Regions from separate parts of the Mus musculus genome. Here region 2 is linked to region 1. A link is a contact called in public HiChIP or PLAC-seq data. All regions are on one chromosome and are shown on one strand. Each heading gives the region's core, a stretch centred on a gene start, on an enhancer-like site or on the middle of the called end of the contact. The rest is flanking DNA. Distances are from core to core; before and after follow the strand shown. Region 1 has its middle 17 kb from the start of Tmem158. Region 2 has its middle 27 kb from the start of Lars2.

The links. HiChIP or PLAC-seq counts read pairs in DNA pulled down with a chosen protein or histone mark.
Region 2: a contact with region 1 is called in an HNF4G HiChIP or PLAC-seq map of pancreatic cancer cells. The contact joins two enhancer-like sites. A contact is called at or near these places in 6 of 484 Hi-C or Micro-C datasets (the G1E-ER4 cell line, cortical neurons, embryonic fibroblasts and 1 more), 3 of 115 datasets of contacts at active chromatin or transcription factors (forebrain, neural progenitor cells and pancreatic cancer cells) and 1 of 9 other capture datasets (macrophages).

Annotation. Positions count from the first base shown.
Region 1 is chr9:123,242,108-123,246,369 of GRCm38.p6, forward strand. No RefSeq gene overlaps it. Among named protein-coding and RNA genes, the nearest start is that of Tmem158, 17 kb to the right of the region's middle. Within about 2 kb of position 2,069, at least 99 of the 459 cell types and tissues checked have an H3K27ac peak or open chromatin away from gene starts, as enhancers often do. A contact at or near this core is called in cortical neurons and pancreatic cancer cells, where this site is marked.
Region 2 is chr9:123,338,073-123,342,121 of GRCm38.p6, forward strand. No RefSeq gene overlaps it. Among named protein-coding and RNA genes, the nearest start is that of Lars2, 27 kb to the right of the region's middle. Within about 2 kb of position 1,544, at least 26 of the 459 cell types and tissues checked have an H3K27ac peak or open chromatin away from gene starts, as enhancers often do. A contact at or near this core is called in cortical neurons and pancreatic cancer cells, where this site is marked.

The sequences.
Region 1 (4,262 bases), core at 819-3,318:
ACAATTCAAAACAGCTTCAGGAAGTTCCTGAAACTGACCAGATTGGATTCTCTAAGCTCCTTTCTCCCAGAGTTAAGCAATAAAACTGCAAACAAGGCTGAGACCAGACTAGCTGCCTGGAAGAGCTGTAAGACTAGAGTTACTTGGGAAAAGTACTTTCCAACCTGTTGAACTGCCTTCAGGCTGTGTAGTGTCTGCTGAAGGTTCTGAGCTTTTGCGAGCTGCCACTGTGCTGGGGTGGGCTTTGGTGATGAAGCTGTAAGTAACCCCAATAAAACTCATTGGTTCACCAGGTTGGACTTGGTGGTATCCATACTTGGATGTGTCCTGGGCTCCCTGTCTTGGCTGAGTAGATAGGAGCTCCAGGATCTGTTCGTCACACAACAGCTATCATTCCCTTGTCTGTTAGAACTCAGGGCTTTTTGCATGCCAAGCAAGCACTCTGCCAACTGAGCTACACCCCTACTCTCACCTCCATTTCATTAAAAAACAACAACAAACAAAACAAATATCCAAGACTCGGTCTTACTGTGTAGCTCTGGCTGTCCTGGAGCTGTCTAGACCAGACTGGCCTTCGTGTTTCAGAGATCCACCTGTCTCTGCCTTCTAAGCACTGGGATTAAAGGTACCTTCCTACTCCCCTGCCTAAATTTTTTTTTTTTTTTGAGACATGGTTCGTTTTGCAATTTATGTTGTAGCCCAGGCTGGCCTGGAATTCAACATCTTCCTGCCTTAGCCTCTTAAATTCTAGTACTACAGACTTGTATTACCAAGCCCAGCTTAGCTGTTTCGTTAAATTTTGTTTTTGCTTTTGTTTTGTTTCTTCTTGACAGTGTCATACTTTGTAGCTCAGCTTGATCTGGGATTCACTCTGTAGCCAAGGATTACCATAGACTGGTGAGCCTCTTGTCTCCTTCTCCCGAATGTTAGGATTACAGTCACACACCACCATGCTCAGATAGAAACATAGCTTAAAAAGCCCTTAACTCTTAGCTCCTCAAAGATACAGTGCATAGCTTGGGTGGGTATGGGCTGTTGGCTGAGTGATTCCAGTTAGAGGTGTTTCTTGGTGGTTTGAGCAGGGCGAGGTATATAAAAACCACTCTGTAAGCACCCAGCATCTCATTGTCTGCGTGGAACTGTGAGGAGGGTGGGAGAGAATTTGGAAGAGAGAGTTGACGGAGACTAGAGGATGCAGTGGGATCTGTATTTCAGACATGTTAGAGAAGAATTAAAAACTGAAGCTGTTCTTGAGGCCCTGAGCCCAGAACAACTGGCTCAGGGTTAGAAAGCAGTGTGGGGCACTGGATATGAGGCAGAATGACCTCTTTGCCTCTGTGTGAGAACCATGATGGCATATTAGACCTTGCATGCTATAGCAAACCACCCACAAAAACAATTTAAGAGTGAGGGGAGGTGAATTATATCCCAGAATCAGTCCTGTGACCTTCATCCTTGATCTCTGGACTGACTGGTCATCAAACAGCTCTCAGAGCCAGCCCATAATCACCAGCAAGGGGAGATGAATTATAGCCTAGTTTATGATAAAGACAGGCTAAGTCTGTGGGTGAGGTGGAAGATGGTGCCCTGTTGCTGTTTGGGAAATACAACAGCAACTGCCCTTTAAAACATGGAGAAAGCTTTCTTCAGTGGAGAGGTCCTGTTTCTCACTGGGCCTTCCTGTTCTGCTCCACACTCCCTCCATCGATTCTTCTACCTGCTTTAATCCCCAATCTTCCCCACGCCAAGCGCCCCAATCCAGTGTCATCTCCTGATCTCTATTTAATTCATAGAGAAAGACTTCGAGCATTCCTGCAGGGTGCTCACTTCCTAAAAAAGACATGGAACCAAGCTACCAAGCTAACCTTCCAAGTGAGGAGAACATAAAAATCCATCAAAAGCCGACAAAGAAGAGCGGCTGATTAAAACATCTCTGAGTCTTTGAGTTATCAAACACTCTGCGAGAACCTTCATTACACTGGGTGGGCGGACAGGGAGGGCTGAGGGAGAAGCTAGGATATAACCGGAAGATAAATAGACAAAGGATTTTCCCAGTCTGCAGGCACCTAAGGACACTCCCGCGTGGCCGGTGAGTCAGCACCAGTCACCACACTGCTGAGCTCGGGGTAACTATGGGCAACAGCACAGATCCCAAGCTTTTTTTTTTTTTTTTAATCAACAGAAGACTACTGTGGGTAACTTTCTACAAGAAAGAAACGAGGTGGTGAGAGGGTTGGAGGCAGGGCAGCAGGAAGCCCAGCCTTTAAGGTGTGACTGATAGAAAGGAGAAGGATGAAGAGCAGGGATGCTCTGGCCCCTGTGTCTGCCTCCTCTCTATACCAGCAACTTCATCATCTTAAGCACACCGTCCTTGCCTTCTGTTGATAGCTGTTCTTTTTATATGGTACCAGGCACACTGGCATCTCTGTAGATATTTAGTAGCTAAAACTCAGATCCTAGTGTGAATTCTGACCATCACCATACAACAATGTGGCTTTGTGTAGACTTACCTTCTGGAAACTTTGCTTACTTACTGGGACTGTGCCCTGGGGCTATCACACCCCACCCACCTTTGTGTCTTGATATGGATTGGGGCTATCATGCTCTACCCCTGAGTAAGGAAGAGGCTGAGCAGTGTCAGAAAACACTGTGCTTTATCATCTTTCTCTTTCTATTCCCAGATTTCTCCCTGAGCATATATATATATATATATATATATATATATATATATATATATATTCTTTTTGGAATCAGTCTCAAGCTATATTTTTGCCAGGCATGTAAAAAGAAGCTCCCAAGACTGGTGTGGTAGTTTGTGGCTATATTCTTTGTTGGTAGAGGTAGGAGGATCAGAAGTTTAGAGTCATCCTTGGCTACAGAACAAGATACAGGACAGCCTGGACTATATGAGACCTGTTTCCAAAACCTCAAACCCAAGCAGTAAGAAGTGTAAAACATTTAGGAGGAAATTGTGTTTAAATTGAGCATAGATCATATTGCCCAGTAGTTAGACCTTCAGACAACTTGGAAACCACCCACCACTCACCAAATAGCAGAAATAAGCAACTGTGTGTGTGGAGTAGGGGCTGTGCAGCTGACCTACTACCCTGGTATTGTTCTTATTAGATCCAGCATCCTAGACCTACCAGCTGGCCACATGTGATCACAGGGGTCGAAAGGGGTTGTGGATGGGGATTATTGTGAAGTCTGGGCCTACACAACACAAGGCAGCCTCATGACGAGTGTCAAGTGGCCTATACAAGCAGTCTACCCCTCACCTGATCACCTAGCCCTCATCTGTCAGCCCAGCACTCACTCCACAAACAGGTATGTGCTCGCCCAGTGAAACTGGTAGTCTCAGGAGTAAGAGTACCACTCAGAGCTCACCTGGGAGTGTTGGTTTGTATTACCGGGTTGATGAAATATTTCTGGGAATTCTCAGAAGACCTAGGCAAAGATGCAGTCATTTTCCAGGAACACGGACTACATCATGGGTTTCAGGGATAGGTCTAGTTTTCTATGCTTTTCCTGTACTGGTCTAGACTTTGTTGACCTATACATTAATAGAAGCAGAACTTTCAGGAGCAGTTGAGAGAGTCTTGGAGAGCCTGTCTCAGGAAGCCATGGTTGTCTGAACACCCTTGCAGGCCAAGACACCAGTGGAAAGATGCGGGGAGGAAACTCACAGAGAGGGAGGGTTACAGACCCAGGGGAAGTTTCAAGGTTCTCCAAGTATCTTCTGTCTCGAGAACAATCCTCTATGAACAGAGCTCTCTTCACAAAGCAAAGGCTCTACTGAGCCATTCTTCAGGGAGGAGGAGGGGGCCTATTTTCCTCTGACTGCCTCTGAAGCCTCAGATGACATGGTAGCTCTGGACATATACTTGCCCACTCTCCAGATGCAAGGCGTGATCCAGAACAACCCCTTTTGAGTGTTTACCTTAATGGTGAATGGTGCAGAGGCTCATTTCCCAGGAGTACCCATTCCCGAACACTTGTTTCTTTTTGGTGGGCCGTGTAAGGATACATCGCTGAATCACATTCCACATTGCTCTTCATGAATGTACCACTCACTGGTATGGGGTCAGGTGCTAGGATTTTAAAACATGCTTTCTAATGTGATGAATAGAAAGCAATGCTTCTTATGTGTTGTCTGTATTTACATTTAATAAAGCAATGGGATAGTGCTTTCAGTATTCCTAACAAGCATTTCTTTCTCAACAACTCATCATTTTCTTTCTTTGTGGCTTTTCTGCCAAGAA
Region 2 (4,049 bases), core at 294-2,793, 95 kb after region 1:
AGCTGGAAGGAGGGAGAGTCAGAAGAAGGTGGAAGATGTTATCTGAGGGGGAGGATAGGAAAAATAAAGTAGAAATGTCAAATGCTCACAATCTTGCTACCAGGATACAGAGGGCAGCTGAGAGCCCAGTGGGTGTTCAACCAAACAGGGTTAAGGTTCGGTCAAGGATGGGCTTCCCGCCTCCACTCTGTTCCAGCCTCCACACTGGGTTGCCCTGACAACCTCCTCCTTCTGGTATTGACATTAGAGTGAGAAAGAAGGAAAAGCAGGCAAATGAAGAAAACAGTAATTAGAGGTGGAAGCAGCTGTGGTCTGGCTTATTTTATCTTAGAGAAAGCTCCAAGGAAGAGCCTGAGGGTTGGGGGACAGAGAGTTCTGGGCTGGTGCTTCAGACAGAGGCATGAACCCTGACTGGAGGGACACACTGGTGATAGTGAGTCTGCATGCCAGGGATGCTGGAGGCATCTCGGAGGGAAGTTTAGGTCCAGCCAGGCAGTATAAATTGAGTCTTGGAGGCTGTGTATTCTGATGTCTCTCCTGCTATCTTTAAGTTAGTCAGGGAAGCCCTGAGAACCACAAGTTGAGGAAATGGCAGGTACAGGCATAGGTACAGGTTCTTCCATGGATTCAGAGTCACCATGTCAGGCTGTCAGTGGCTTCCGTATCTTCTTTTTAATTACCCAGAAGGAAAGGTGTAAGGGGGACAGAAAAGGTACAATGGCAGTTTCTCATGTCTTCCCTTTCCAAATCAGGAAACAAGACCACAGAAAACATTAAGATATTTGCTAAGGGAACAAAGCTAAGGTAGTCAGGATTCTGAATGGGGGGGGGGGGGGGAGGGGAGAATATAAAGGAAAAGAATATGACTGGTCCCAGGTTTTGGCACCAAATGACAACTCCTAGGTATGATGGAGGAGAAAGTTTATTGTAGATAAAATGAAAGCATAGACTGAGGCAGGCACATCTGGGAGAGTCCAGAATGGACATGACCTAGAGCTATGTGAGGAGGCTGGGTGTGGGGGCAGGGGGGAGAAGAGAGAGAGGGGAACCAGGTGCAGCAGCCAGGAGGCCCAAAGGCACAATGTGGGTGAGTAATCCAAATGGTTGGATAGTATAGAGAGGAGTAGCCCTGCCCATAGGACTGGGAAAGTTTAGGGTAGGGGGCTGGGTATGCCAGGCAGAAGGGCCTTGTAACAAGTAGGGACTGAAGAATGTAGGAGAACCTGGCAGCCAGGTCCACTTTGATATGTTAAACAGACACTTTAGTCATTTGTTCCAGGTTTGAAACCTGGCCGATTTAAAACCAAGTCTGATCAATTCTAGCATCCTCTGGTAGTTACTTCACTGTGGGGTTCTCAAAACTTAGCCTATATTAAAACTCTTTGGATTGCTGGGTTCCACACCTACAGCTTTGACTCAATGGCTCTAGAGTTTGGACAGATAATCTCCCCCTTTCCCCCTCCCTCTCTCTCTTGCCCTCCCCCCTCTCTCATGTATATGGGTGTTTTCCTGCATGTATGCTTATGCACTATGTGTGTGTCATGCCATAAGAGGCCCCAAGAGGATATTTGATCCCCTGAGACTGGAGTTATAGCTGGTTGTGGTGACATGGTGCTGGGAACCAAACCAGAATCCTCTGGAAGAGCAGCCAGTTCTCTTAAAGGCTGAGCCATCTCCTGTTAAACCTGAGATTCATAAAAACAACAACAACAACAAAAACAGTTCCACAATTTTGAGCCAAATCTGAAGCAAGCTTTAATTAAATATTGGCCAGAATGATGGACTCTGGCCAGGTCCATTCCAGGGTCCCCAGGAAGTGGCAATGAGTCATGTTTTTGCAGAGACTTACAAAGAGTAAAACCATAGGGCCACTGTATTTCCTATCAGGTCCGTCAGCAAGCATGTATCCTGACATATTTCCTGCCCACATCCAGTCAAGCACAGCCGGTATAAACAAACTTCTTTAGAGGAGAAAAAAAAAAAAGTGACTTGCTATTTCCCAAAACCGTAGCCACCAGCATCCCAGGAAGTTATCTCTGTCCTTGGGCAGGTAGGGCTTACAGGTTAACTTGGCCTTTTACACTCTCTAGCTCCATGCATTCCCATTTCTAACAAGTTTCCAGATGGTATTGCTTTGGTGGATCCTGGGACCATACTTTTGAGAACTATTTACATAAAGTAAGCCATTTAACCCTTGGGCTTTTTGGTATATTCTTTGTAAAATAAGCCACACCCAGTTGGAGAGCTCCTAAGAGTTACTTTAGCCATAGTGTAGGAATGAGTCTGAAGGGGTTCTTCTGGTCTACTCTCCTGACTTCACTTCACAGCTAAGTGCAGCACGCAGTATTTATGGGGAAAGAAGCAGCCACCTGTATTAGTTACTTTCCTCCCTGCTATGACCACTTACCACAAGAGCAACACACGAAAGGAAGGGTTTATTAAGAAAATACAATCCATCACAGAGAGGAGGCACGGCGGCAGGAGCATGAGGCAGCTGGTCATGTGTCTGCAGTCTGGAAGCAGAGAGCTTATGTTCAGCTTGCTCTCCCCTGTTATTCAGTGTGAAGCATCCCCCACCCTCTGACTCCTGACCCCGTCTGTGGAATGGTGCCACCCACATTTAGTGTGGTTCTTCTCTTTTTAGCTAATTCTATCTGGTAGCATCATTACAGATACAGCCAGAAATCTATTTCCATGATTCTAAATCCAATCAAATTGGCAGTTAGTATTACCCATCACAGTACTATAAAACATAAAATCTTATGTTATCTGGCCTTATAAGCAGGGCTAGATAGATGGGCCAGTAGGTAAAAGCGCTTGTCTCATAAATCTCAAGACCTGAGTCCAGTCCCCAGATCCCGTAGTAAAAGGGAAGAACCAACTCTGAAGGTTGTTCTCTGACCTCCACCCACTGTGGCACATGCACATTCATATTCACAAATGCACACCGCACATATATACTAATAACAATAAATAATTTTTTATTTTCTTTTGGTTTATTGAGACAGAATTTCTCTGTGTAGTTCTGGCTGTCCTGGAACTCTATAGACCAGGCTGGCTTCAAACTCAGAGAGAACCACCTGCCTCTGTCTTCCAGGTTTTGGGATTAAAGACACGCACTTCCACCAGCCAGCAATAAATAACTTTTAAAAGAATTATAAACAATTGAAGTGAAAGATGTTAGAATTCTGTTTATTTTTCTACATTTCTGTGTCTTTCAATAACCATGCATGCACTCACTGACAAGGTCTTACACATCCCCAAGCCGACCTGATACTTGCTGTGTAATTGACGACGCCCTTGAGCTTCCGGCTCTCCTGGCTCTACTGCCTGAGTTCTGCGGTTAGAAGCATGAACCAACTTGGTTTATAAATCTAAACTCAAATTCTCATGTTTGCATAGCAAGTACTTTACACACTGAGACATTTCAACAGCCTCTGCCTTGTAAATAAATCTCTAGTCACATGATCCAGTTCATGTTTGTTGTTTCCCTGTAAGCCATGACTGACATTGGTAACTACAGCAGTACCGTAGAGAAAATGCTATGAATTCTAGTAAATTTTAAACTATTAAAAAAAAAAGTTCTGCTGTCAATTATGTTTGGGAAACCCTTTGTTAAAGGATGCATTCAGAACTCTGCTGCAGAGCTTTCTATAACCTGGTCGTTGATTTTACTATACACGACATCTGGTGCCTTGGTGAAGATTGCTCAGGGCTGGCTGCAAGTTTCCTAAACAGTGAATCTTTATCCTGTTGTGAAAGTTTTGAAATAACCTTTTTTTGGCCTTGCTTTTTGGAGGGTCTTGTTTGTTGGAGATAGAAGCTTCCTTGGGAAGGGGATTTTCTGTGTTAACCTCTTTCATCAGAGAAGTCTGGTGGCTCTCAAGAAAGACTTCCCATACTGTGAGACGGAGCCCTGGGAAAGCTTCCCTAGCTCCATCTGCAAGGTACTTGAACTTGTTGGTTCCTCTGCAGCAGAACAACAAATTATTTACACTTGAATGCCAGAGGATATTGACAAAATGCTTGTACTTATGTAATTATAAGCT